Linked DNA regions of Zea mays: all the other regions are linked to region 3. The links are chromatin contacts, called in public Hi-C maps. All regions are on one chromosome and are shown on one strand. Each heading gives the region's core, a stretch centred on a gene start, on an enhancer-like site or on the middle of the called end of the contact. The rest is flanking DNA. Distances are from core to core; before and after follow the strand shown. Region 1 holds the start of LOC100383138 (putative ARF GTPase activating domain protein with ankyrin repeat-containing protein). Region 2 overlaps LOC541705 (pyruvate dehydrogenase 2). Region 3 holds the start of LOC100194129.

Region 1 (4,245 bases), core at 169-2,668, 210 kb before region 3:
TTTATATACTATTAGGTTACCGTACAATACAATATTACTCTCTCCGTCTTATAATATAAGACGTAACCACTTTTTATTCTTGTCCCATAATATAAGACGTGTTTTCTTTATGTATACCTATATCGATGCAGTGATATAGAGAGAACTAAATATATTTCTTGTTTTTTAAAGCAGAAGGGTTACGTCTTGTATACTAGAACTGGAGGAAGTACTTATTAGGCTGGTGCCAACGCAGGCTGCAAGACGGGCGGCACGGCGCTCCTCTCGCCCGACCGAAGGCGAGAGCCAGGTGAGAGAGCGTTTCCGGGCGACGCCGCTCGCGCTCGGCGAGAGCAGGCGAAACCGCCTCGCTCTCGCCCGCGCTGGAGCGCGCGCCCGGGCGAGAGACGGGCGAGAGGCAGGCGGTGAGGCGGGCTACGCACTGGCGCGGGCGGCGTGCGGGCGAGAGTGTGGGGCGAGAGCGAGGTGGCGGCTTCCGATTGGTTCTGCTGGCCACATCAGCGCCACGTGTGATAACCGTTTTTTACCGTTTGGACTCCAAAAAATTTGAAAAAAATACAAAAAAATCACAAATTTCATCTATAAATTATTATGCACTTTGTAGTTTTTAATTCAATAAAAAGTATTATGTTGTGTGATTTCTAAGCGTTAAAATAAATCCGCGTGAATTACTTAATTCTGAAATAGAAAAGCTGATGTGGCTATAGCCTGAGGCTGTAGCCTGCTGCAGCCTGTGCACTGGAGCAGCAGGGGCGAGAGTGAAGGCGAGAGCTGATGTGGCAGGGGCGAGAGGGAGGCTGTGCACTGGACTCAGCCTTAAGGTGTAGCTCAGTTTAAACTGAGTCAACCGAGAGCCAGTTGAGCCGAGCCTCTTTTTAGCTTGTCGAGTGGCGAGTAGAGTTTAGTCATCCAACAAGACATATACCGCACAGTGCACGGTGGTGCGGGTTCGTCCGGGGCCGGCCCAGCGCCCAGTCGACGCGACAGTGACGCACTCACTTTCTTGTTCTGTTCTGAAAACAGCAGTCGTCAAAACGCAGCGACGAAATTGGCAGATCACCAACCGGTCCATTTGTCAGGCTGCCACTGACTCCTGGTCCACCGCGCTTTAGTTAACGGCGACAGAACGCCATCATTAGGGCATCATTTCTGACGACGGAATTAAACATGCGCGTTTCAATTGTTTTTGTTTTAAAAAAAATAAAATTCCGCATTTTCTGCCGGCTCCTTGCAGAAAAAACAATCTCGCTGGATTCTAGCAGTGTCTGCGTCCCGGCCCCACCGTAAATAATCGTTATAATTTGGACTCGCCAGTTAGTTACTACCAGTCTTCCCTCTCCGAACTAAGAGAGAGAGAGAGTGGGACTCAATGCAGCGTTTTCCATCCATCCCTCCCTCCTCTTGCGCATTTCCACCACCTCGCACCAGGCTCCACTCCTCTCCTTCCCTTCCCTCCCCCTTTCGCTCCCCTCCTCGCTCGCCTCGCTTCTCGCCGAGCCACCCGACCAATTCCCCCGCCCCCCGCGCGCCCAGATCGCCGCCATTCCCTTCCCCGCCCTGCCGCGACGATCCCGCTGCCACCGCACCTTCTCCCTCCCGTCGTCCTCCCCTCCCCGCAGCTGGCGGTCGGTCGGTCGGACGGAGGAAGCCACAGCCGGCGGCCAGAGAGCGCCGCAGCGTGCCCGCGGATGGGCTGGTAGGAGGCGGCGGCGGCGGTGACTGTGTTAGCGGCGGCGGCGGCAGCCATGTATTTCGCCAAACTCGATGACTCGCCCATGTTCCGGACGCAGGTGAGAGCCGCACCGTCGTACGTGATCCCGGCGGATCTCCGCCCCTAGCGTCCCCGCGCGTGCGTGGGCGCGTGCCACCTTTTGCCTGGATTCGTTCGTACGGGTTCCTGGATTCTGCCGCGCTGGGTACCGGCCAGCTGGGCAGGTTTGATGCGTGCGCGCGTGTCTCCGCCCCCATTTTTTTTTACCTCCTTGGCGGCGGTGTTGCACATGGCCCGTGGTGGGCTGCGGGAAGGGGAACGTCGCTGACTCGACGCCGCTGCTTCTCCTCTCTGCACGGCTGATGCGCGGCGCGTGCCCGGAATCTCCTCGTTTGTTTGCTCGTTTGGTTTGTGAATGCACGTGGAAAGCGTAATTCCTCCCCCGTGGCCGTGATTTTGCCCTCCCGTGGATCGGCATGTGTTTTATTACGACCTCTCTCTATCGTCGCATCTACTGTACTAGTTTTTACCGTGCGCGCGCGCGCATGTGTGATGTGCGTCTGCATCGTACGGCCATGTTGTTGAATTGTCAATTAGTCAGGTTGGTTTCTTCTTTGGCGTTATTTTTGCGACTTTTTCCCATGGCACCACAACGAGTGGTCCGGAATTAGCTTGGTTTATTTTCAAAGCTGGCCTTTTTTCCCCATTCTATGAACGGGCATCACGAACTAATGCTGCATAGTGCTGCGGCTGTAGGCACATCTCTGTCTGCTGCATATCTTTTGTCGTACACTGACACTAACTTGACGCACAATGTGAATTCTACTTACCAATTAAAAGAATGAGGTTTGAAGCAGTTTAATTTATTTTCTGCAGTTGGGTTTCAATTTCTCACTAAAGCAGATGTGCTTCTTGGAATAAGTTATGGTGTAGGTCAGCTGGTTTATCCGTTTCAGTCCAAGTTCATGCTTACTTCTCAATTATTTTAGCTTTTCAGTAATCATGGAACTAACACAATGGTTTTGTCGGTGAATCTTCTGTTTTCTGTTCCTGCATTATTTTCCCTAAATAATTTGGTCTCTTCTCTTTTCATTTCATAAAAGTAGGCAAGCCTTGCTTCATATATTCCCCATTGTTTGTTTTGACGGCTTTAAAATGAAATGAGAACGCTCCCAGTAGTTTTTTTTGAGTGCGTTAATGAACTTGCACAGCACTTCTGAAATTTTCGGTTGAACAGTGTAAAAAATGCTCCTTCAAGTAGATATTTTATGAACTGTCCAATTTAGAAGGCCTTTGCAGGATTTGTATGTTTTACATTCAAGCTTTACTTATCAATGTGGAAGAAACGAATTTCCTTACTGGTTGCAGTCTTGAATGAAACTTTGTTTTCTTGGATTGATGACTAATTGTATGCATCTTTTTGTTCATTTGAAAAAGATACAATCACTTGAGGAGAGTGCTGAATTGCTGAGAGAGAGATGTTTGAAGTTCCATAAAGGTTGCCGTAAGTATACGTAAGTAACCATCCATTGCCCATGCATTTATTTTGTAATCCGGAGTATGGTTGAGCTGTAAGTCACTCCCTGCGCCATATGCTGATATGCCCTTTTGTTTCAGTGAAGGACTAGGGGAAGCATACGATGGAGATATTGCATTTGCCAGCTCACTTGAAACATTTGGAGGAGGCCACAATGATCCAATGAGTGTCGCTTTTGGTGGTTAGTCATGTTATTTTCTTTGTCTGCTTTTCCCAGCAACATTTATAAACATATCATGCAAGTATGCAGCACGTTGTTTTATTGTTTTGTTTTGCTTAATTTTCTTGCCACCATGTCATCATCCATGAAAAAATATGTAATGTTCAATTCTTTAGGATTATACTGTTTCTTTATCTTTTTTGAACCTGCTTATATTATTTGTTTCTCATTATTTATTACTCTTTCCCCACATAAGAGTAGAGTTGAGCTCAATGTCGTCAGTTCCTCTACTGAGCATACTGAATTTTCATCTTCTTTCCAGGGCCTGTAATGACCAAATTTACAATTGCCTTAAGAGAAATTGGAACATACAAGGAAGTCCTGCGCTCCCAGGTAGTGCATTTCATTTTAAAATGTGATTATATGTATTACCTGGGCCAAATTCTTGTTTTCCCTCATAATGAGATGCTTATAGAAGGAAGGCCTGAAAGTGACTGCACCTTGAACCATCCCTTTATAGTCTGTTATTGAAATATCAACGTGTCAATGCCAATTATCATATGATATTTTATGACGAGGACGTTTTTTATACCTTTTTCTCTTTTCTTCTGAACGTGCACCTTATGTAAGAATTTGATCTCCCAAGCATCATTTCATGTTGAAACTACAAGTCATATGATTAGGGTGGAATGTGATATTTGATGTTCCCTTATTAAAAGTCTAATTTTGTTATGACCGGCAGCCCAGCAGCCCTAGACCTAATAAAATCAGTTAGTTTGTTTAGATGGATAAGTATTAGTTAGTTTCTTTAAATGGATAAGTATCGGTTAGTTTGTT
Region 2 (4,189 bases), core at 889-3,388, 150 kb after region 3:
ATGGCCAGGTTCTAAATTAATAGTTAGCAGCTAAAATTAGCTAAGAAGTTTAGAACAAGTTAAATAATAGATCAACTCATTGTTAGTCACACCTCTGAAATAGTTATTAGACGCTCCAACTCGCTAAAAATCAGCTATCAACTTGTTAGTTGACCGCCAATTAGCTCTAAAGGTCTGAACCATGGTCTATATTTAGATTTGCCTTTGAGTACATTTTAATAGCGGATATATCTGAAGGTATAAATATCATGAACTTAGGAGAACTCAAATTGATTTGGTTTAAATTTTAGGACCGCACTCTAACGCAAACTACCCACCTGACCTGGGTCTTGATCGGACGTGGGTGCTAGAGATAGCGTATTCTAGCATTTGTTTCATGATTCAATATTATTGGTTTTTGAGTGGTAGAAGCCATGCTCGTCAATAGCTAGGCGTGGTGTCAATCTCGTCCCATCTGATTCTTTTGCTTGTGCTCATAAGGTAGAACGTGTATATGCATATTTATTATAGGGGCCGTATGTGATCCAAACTGTTAGAAGAAATAGATCTCGTTGAGCGATGGCACAAAGTCTAACATGGATACATCAGCTGTCCCTTTTTAATTGTCGTTCTCATTTTCTGTCAATTTTAGCTATATATAGATATGCAATAAAATATTCATAGTTATGCTATATGATTAGTTTTATTAGATAGATCATTAAATCCATTTTTATAATAAACTTATTTAGAGATATAAATGTTGCTAGTATTTTTTTACAAGCTAAAAAATGTGACTAGTACGAATGCGGTAGCGACACCTAACAAGAAATGGAGTATGCTTCCTAGAGAAAATTTTCCTCTAGTTTATTTATTGTTTTAAAGATGGCATCTGATTCGTAAATCGTCTCGGTTTCTGCGCCTGTCCCTTCCTGCCGGCTCGTTTGATTTGACGGGCGGCGTAGTAGCGGCCAAAAGGCAAAGGATGGAATGATGGACGAGGAGGCATCAATCTATCCACCATATGTCCAAAGCTAGAGGCGCGCAGATAAACGGGTGACGAAGTGCCCAAGGAACCGCTGCCTGATCCACAACGCCATCCGCCAGTCCGGCGGCGGTTGACGGCAAGCGATACCCCTCTCGCGTACTCAACGCGTGCGCTGAGCCGTGACCAGGTGAGGCGAGGAATTGGTCATGGGGGAGGAGATCGACCTCGACCAGACACACAAGCCCGCAACTTGCACCGCACATGTATGGCTCTCTGACGTCTCTGCTCTTTCTCTGTATGGGTCTGGGATAGTTCTACACCGCACCCATACCAACACCTGTGCATCGTATAGAGATAGAATAGAATCTTCCGCCTGACCATACATGTCGGCTGGACACGTCTTCAAGCGAGGAGTGGACGTGCCCGGACGCGTCACTCTCGGACACCGCACACCGCCATTATTTGACGCCTCACCTTCAAGGCTTTGACCGAACCATGCTCGCTTCCAGTCTCGGATGGATTCGGATCCTCTGCGGTCGACTGCATGGCTGGTGAGTGGACAGACGGGGGTGCTCAGGGCCACACGCAGTGACTGCTGCACCCTGCAGAGGAACAAAAGATCCTCTAGCACTAGCATGGTAAATACGTACTCCATCCGTTTTGTTTTAGTTATCACTGAATAATGCAAAATTAAACTATCCAGCGACAACTAAAAAACAGAGGGAGTACGTTACTATCAAGAAAGCCGCAACTGGAATCACGACTTGAGGATCTCTTGAGAGTTCCCCCTTCTGAATACAAGTTACTCACAACATCTCGCCACAAGTAAAATTCTCATCTCCAGAGGCTCTGCTGCAAATCTGCAATCATTCGTGAACCATAAAACAGACGCAGAGTCATGCGCAGCCTTCCGGCTGCGGCGGCGAAGATAAGCGGAACTGGAACTGGAGTACTGAACACCTCTCGGTGGCTCTACAAAAACTCAGCTCATGCTATAGTTGAGTTGCAGCGGCAGTGGGTACTCGTCACACCATTATGTGACACGTCTTTCTGCAGCACGGACATTAAAATTAGACAAAGAAATGCAACATGCAGGGTTCTGCTGGACTAGGCGGTTGCTGCCATCGGTACTGCTGCCCTGTAGCAAGCACGCTTGGCTGCCCGGACGATGTCATCGACCTGCAGGTGTGGCAATAGCAAAGAGTCAAAAGGGGACACCGATAAATGATCAATCGCGTGAGCGGTGAGCCTGCTTTCAATGCCACAGGCTAATATCACAGCTACCACGTTCACCTTTTCCCAGCCAAGGCTCCAAAATCCTATCCTAGAAAGAAATATTTGCATCTCCCTGTGGCATCATGGTGGAGATGCAGTGCACCTATCAGAGAGTGTACACAGTAGCCCCTACTACTCCCTGTCCTTGAATTAATGATGTTCAAGACAGGCTAATTAGTTCATTGTTCAACTAGTTAGCTTCCTAAAAAATCATATATTTAAAAATCGGAGGGAGTACTATACGTATTTTCTAAAGAGACAGTTAACTGTCTGCTACAACTCTCACACATGCAACCATGACTGGACTCTCATGTGCTTGACACACCTATGACCTTTGTCTGTTAATTCGGCTATTAACAAAAGATCCATTGTTTCATCACCTAAATTGGCTTTTCTACCCTACCATGTCGAGTACTGCAAACCAAACATTAATTGTACACAATGCAGGTCACAATAAATCCATGTATGCAAGAGGACTGGAATTTCAGCGCAGCAGTATTTTTTTTTCTTTTCTTGAAGTGCTACTAGTCCGGCAACAAGAGTTGTGTAACCACAAATCCGTATGCAAACATAAATGAAAGCGAAAGGACCAGTACGGACCTGTGGAACAGCCATCCTCTCAAGGTTGGCAGCGTACGGCATGGGCACATCAGCTCCAGCAATCCTCTCGACTGGTGCATCAAGATACTCAAAGCTGTCCTCTACAACAGACATGCTGCAAAGGCACATTTCAACCCATTACGAGAGACGCAGACTATACATTATACATTGGGAAGGAGGGAGGGAGGGAGAGTGGCCGACCATATTTCCGCACCAATCCCATGTTGAGGGAAGCCTTCTTCTACGGTTACCAATCTATTGGTTTTCCTCACAGATGCATTAATAGTAGCTCTATCCAGCGGTCTAATTGAGCGAAGATTGATTACCTGAACAGAGAATTACTAAAGAATAAGACAACGACTGGACTCCCAGGGAAAATGAGATCTGACAGCACAAGGCTGTAGTTTAGAAGAAATAAAAAACAAATTACCTCGGCACTGATACCTTCCTTGGCCAGTATATCAGCGGCCTGAAAAATAACAAAACATGAGAATGCAACCAGAATCACCAACTAGAGAATTCGGTTTCTTGTTTTCTTTTTGTGAAAATCGCAATAGAATAAAGTTACACTTTAAAAAGGGAACAACTTCGAGCCCCGGCCTCTGCATATTATGCGGGTAAGGCTTGGCGCTTAAAGATACCCTTCCCCAGACCCCGCACAGTGCGGGAAGCCTACGGCACTGGGTACGCCCTTTAAAAAGGGAACAACTCATGTTACAGATTCTGAGGCAGAGCCAATCCTTACATCCAAGGTGGCGCCATATGCATGTTAATTTCTTAGGTCAACTATGTTCATGATAGACAAGGTTGGACAAGGAAAGCCATACTAAGAGCTGGTTTTATGGACAGGGAAATATAGTGGATCCATGGGGGAGAAATGCGAGGGCAAGTAAGGGAATGAAAATCATTGCTCATCATTGCCAAACCAAGGCAACTCGATAGTTACCATCTGAAAGGGAAATGTGCCCTTGGGCCATTTCTAAGTATTTTGGTGATTGAGTGCCAACTCAAGTGCTTAAAATGTGAATTTATGCAATGGATGAACAAAGTGCAAATCAAGAGCAAAGGTATGTTTCTAAGTCTTAGTACATTGGTTTTGTGTACTAATATATTTGTCTAAGTGGTAGAAACAGAAAGAAGAAGAGAAGAGAAGACTTGGCTGTGTACAGCCAAGAGGCTGTTTCGGTCTGGGGCACCGGACTGTCCGGTGGTGCACCGGACAGTGTCCGGTGGTGCACCGGACAGTGTCCGGTGCGCCAGGCTGCCTCGGCCGAAGTGGCCACTCTCGGGAATTCGCCGACGGCGTACGGCTAAAATTCACCAGACTGTCCGGTGTGCACCGGACTGTCC
Region 3 (4,229 bases), core at 1,445-3,944:
AACTCCAACAGCTCTATCCACCAGCGGGCGCCACCCGCCAACAACTAGCTGATGTGGCAGTTGTCCGATGATTGGACTGACTGGTGTCACGCCAGAAAAGGAAACCGCCCAATCAGATCGTCGGGCGACCGTTGGCAACCGGGATTCCAGTGGCGCACCAGACTGTCCGGTGAGCTCGTAGACAGGGAAGTTTTTCAGCTTCCTTGTGGAGAAGGCAACGACTCCATTGGTCCTTGAGGCTACAAAAGTGGCCCTTGGGCGCCTCTGTCGGTCAGCAAACATTCCTAGAGCACACTACGACTCCGAGACTCTGCGACCACACTGTTTGAAGTGTTTGAGAGATTTGAGCGCGTTTCTGAGCTACAACTCTATCGTTTTTGTTATTGTGCTCTCTCTCTTTGACTTGTGTGCATGTTGTTGATGCGATTGTGCTCTTGCATGTGTACTCTACTCCCTCCCTTACTCCGTTTTTTATTAAGATCATTTGTGTAAGGCGTGAGAGACTCCAACATGTGGAGATTCCTCATAAACGGGATTGAGTTATAAGGAAGACATATGTAACACTCAAGTTTGATCTTTGGATCACTTGAGAGGGGTTGAGTGCAACCCTTGACCAAAGGATGTCACCATAACATAGAGTAGACATTGGCCGAACCACGGTAAAAATTATTGTGTCTCTTGTCTCATTACTTTATTGTGATTATTGTCTTCTTGAGTTCTCATATTCACTTGGAATATTGCTACTAGTTTAATACTCATCCCAAGAGAGCAATGAAGTGAAGAGTTCTCATCTTCCATCTCTCTACTCTCAAACTTGGTTTTATTTATACTAACCCATAATATGGACCAAGTTTGTGCTGCTTTGAGTAAAATTTACAGGATCACTTATTCACCTCCTCTAGGTGCTCTAATAAAGCCACTAACCTAGGGAGAGAAAACCTCTCATATATAACTAAATATCTTATTCAAATGACGTTCTCTAGGATTGCTTACTCTAAAAAATAATACGAATCCTAAAGAGATTTAGGGGTGTTTTGGAGTAAAGTTTTTTTCATTGTTTTAGAAAACCACTGGAATCTTATATACAGGAAGGTGTTTGGCAAGCTAGCTAAAATCTTCGTTTTTAAAACTAAAGTATTGCAAATACTGTAGTTGTTTTAAAGTATTCTAAACTTAGGTCTGGACCTTAAGTTTAAAAAACTACAGTATTTTAAACTATGATATTATCACGACTAAAGTATACTGTAATATTTCAAAAACTGTGTTTTTTTCTTGGCCGGGGTAGCAAACCCCTCCGGATATATTATGCTCTGGTAGGGCATGGAGAAAAACTCTGAGGTCCCGATTATTTCGTTGGAATTGAATTATATTCTAATAACCATAATTTATACACAAACTAACCAATTTAACATATTTTATATTATCCAAAATCATATAAAAAAGATAGTTATACACTGTACTTATGCCATAGAGAAGTAAGTAGAATAATGTGTTATAAGGTGTACATTAGAAAAGTATCATATAAATCTATAGAATCAATTTCCATCTTCCATCCTTCGAATTTAAGATATGCTTATATATAAACTTTAGAAAGTTATGAAATATCATATTTAAAAAAATAGGACGGAAGCTTTAAATCACATCCTCCGCTCCATGTTGTGTGGTGTCATGCATGTGCCTAGGAAATCACTTAGGGCACTCATTTGCAACGCGAGAACTAGGTTCCTGTATTTTTTATGTATAATTTCTGTGACCCGTTTCAAAGGGGTCTTAACCTTTTCTTTTACGAGCAAGGTCACCTCACATGACTCGTGACAAATGAACAAGGAACATCTTATCTCGTGTGTCAAATTGCAGCGCTCAATGTCTGATACGTCTGTTGTCCATATGAGAGGAGGTTAACCATTGTCATCTACGTCGGGTCACCACCGATTGAATTTATCCAGGAATAGATTCAGATATTTATTTGGATACTGATTTTTTACTTCTTTTTCTATTACGAATAAATAAAATACAAAATTTACTACGTAAATCTGTGTTCTTATTTTTAGTATTGAACTTATTAAGATTCATAAAAAGTAAATCTTAAATGTATACTATACTTTTTAAATGATTAGATATAAAATTCTGGTATGTATAAAGATTCAGACTAATTTTCATCTTTTCATTGTAGTGAGCAAAAATACATAAAATAATTTTATTTTTATAAAATATTTAATAACGTAGATTGACATCAAATTATATACATGTCTATTTTAGATTATTAAATTTCACCTAATAATTCCATGTCTAGATCCATGCTTCCATTCATCCATCCACCGCCCATAACCTGGTGGCCCACTGGACCCTCACTACGAATAGTACGAACTCCCCAGCCCCGCCGCGCCAGCTCAGCGGCGAGCCGGGTTCGGGCGAGATATTTTCCGACAGCCCCCACCGCCGCCGCTGCCGCCCGGGGCCGACCTGCCACCTCACCTACGGCTGACACGTGGGGAGCGGGAGGTATCCGCTGTTCTGCGGCGCGTGGTGAGTCGGTCCCCGCCTCCGCCTCGTTGCTGCTTATTGCGAAGTCGCGAGCAAGCGAACGCTCGCCTCTCGCCATTTTTACTCGTCGGCTGGTCCGGCCCCAGCGATTCGGTTTGGTGCGCCTCGTGGTCCACGTGCGCGGGCTTTGTGCTCTCTCTTCCCTCTGTGTGTGTGTCAGTTCGTCGGGTAGGTTGGTGGCGGCGTGAGAGATGAAGAGCTGCGGCGGGGGAGGAGCGGACGGGCAGCAGTGCCCGTGCGACTACTGCGGGGAGGCGGCGGCGGCTCTGCACTGCCGCGCGGACGCCGCGCGCCTCTGCGTCGCGTGCGACCGCCACGTGCACGCCGCCAACGCGCTTTCGCGGAAGCACGTGCGGGCGCCGCTCTGCGCAGGGTGCGCCGCGCGCCCGGCCGCCGCGCGCGTCTCCCTCGGCGCCGACCCGGCGTTCCTCTGCGCGGACTGCTGCGAGGGCTGCGCCGCCGCTTCCGCGGCGCGCGTGTCGGTTGAGGGCTTCTCGGGGTGCCCCTCGGCGGCCGAGCTCGCCGCGTCATGGGGGCTCGACCTCCGCCGCGCGGCCGTGGCCGTGGGCGACGACGGCGACGGCGGCGACGACGACGACCCCTTCCTCTCGGTGCTCGACTACTCCGTGCTGGGGGTGGGGGTGGCCGACACGGACCTGCGCGACCTCTACGTGCCGTGCGACCCACCGCGGGTGCCCGTCCCCGACGCCGGCGCGCGCCCGCTCAGGGGCGAGGCGCTGTGCGACCAGCTCGCGGAGATGGCGCGGCGCGACGAGGCGGACACGTCCCACGCGCACCCGCACTCGGATCTGAGCCCGCGCACGCCTCGCCGCACCTCCGCGGCTTCCAGCGGACGCCTGCCGTCGGGCAAGATGGCGCCCCCCGCGGCGCTGCCGGTGCCGGCTCATCCTCCTCCCGCCGCGCCGCAGGAGGTGCCTCTGCCGTACACGTCCCTGCTCATGATGGCGTCCGCCAACTGCAGCGACCTCATTGGCGGCGGCGACCGGGTGGGTGATACCGACGAACAACTGCTCTGGGACTGCGCTGCGCCCTCGGTGCCGCCCACCCAGGTAAATTTCAAGACAGACAAACACCCGTTGTGAGACGAAAAAACAACATATTTTATTAGCACTCCTATATTACTTATATATATATAGTAAAACCAACCTATTTCCGGTCAATTTTGCATGTAACTCTCCTTATTCAGTTCGGTGGTCTTACACATGATTTAACTCATTTAACATTACATGGCGGTAAAATATTACGCCCTTCGTTTAACAAACCTAACAATACAAAACAAATTTGCAGCACTTCCTATACATTCTACATATCAACCAGACCGAGAAATGCAGTCAAGATCTCGGGTGGGTGAGTGGGTAGATTACCGTATGTGCTAGTTCCAAGGTCATCGATTTACATGCCTGTGTTTTTTTTCAGATCACCAGGTAGAGAAATCCTTGGTTCTGAACTTGTTATGGCTCTTCCTCTGCTTTCCTAGGTTTTTTCAGCCAGGAGGACAGAACGGCCACACTCACAGTAGCTTTCAGTAGAGAATTTGAGATTAAATTGATCTTCCTGTTCTCTGCAATTATGGTTCAGTTTTTTTCACAGAGAGCTTGTAGCTTCGGTAAAGGTTCACGGACCTGTTGTTTTAGACTTGTTGAATGCACAAATTGTGTGGACAA

The links. Hi-C and Micro-C count contacts between places; a contact is called where the count stands out from the background.
Region 1: a contact with region 3 is called in a Hi-C map of tassel, with 3 times the contacts expected there. The contact joins the promoter of LOC100383138 here to the promoter of LOC100194129 in region 3. A contact is called at or near these places in 4 of 25 Hi-C or Micro-C datasets (bundle sheath, ear, endosperm and 1 more).
Region 2: a contact with region 3 is called in a Hi-C map of bundle sheath, with 5 times the contacts expected there. The contact joins the enhancer-like site here to the promoter of LOC100194129 in region 3. A contact is called at or near these places in 3 of 25 Hi-C or Micro-C datasets (bundle sheath, leaf mesophyll and tassel).

What each region holds. Positions count from the first base shown.
Region 1 is chr1:200,094,949-200,099,193 of Zm-B73-REFERENCE-NAM-5.0, reverse strand. LOC100383138 (putative ARF GTPase activating domain protein with ankyrin repeat-containing protein) reads left to right here and starts at 1,418. Exons shown (of 19, transcript NM_001175804.1): 1 at 1,418-1,790; 2 at 3,149-3,225; 3 at 3,329-3,429; 4 at 3,731-3,801. The coding sequence starts at 1,746.
Region 2 is chr1:199,739,965-199,744,153 of Zm-B73-REFERENCE-NAM-5.0, reverse strand. LOC541705 (pyruvate dehydrogenase 2) reads right to left here. Exons shown (of 14, transcript NM_001111444.2): 11 at 3,270-3,308; 12 at 3,041-3,165; 13 at 2,840-2,954; 14 at 1,700-2,143. The coding sequence ends at 2,072. Among protein-coding and RNA genes, the nearest start is that of LOC541705, 15 kb to the right of the region's middle. Within about 2 kb of position 2,138, at least 19 of the 20 cell types and tissues checked have an H3K27ac peak or open chromatin away from gene starts, as enhancers often do. A contact at or near this core is called in bundle sheath, leaf mesophyll and tassel, where this site is marked.
Region 3 is chr1:199,887,007-199,891,235 of Zm-B73-REFERENCE-NAM-5.0, reverse strand. It overlaps LOC100194129, which reads left to right and starts at 2,694. Exons shown (of 4, transcript NM_001367557.1): 1 at 2,694-3,614. The coding sequence starts at 2,736.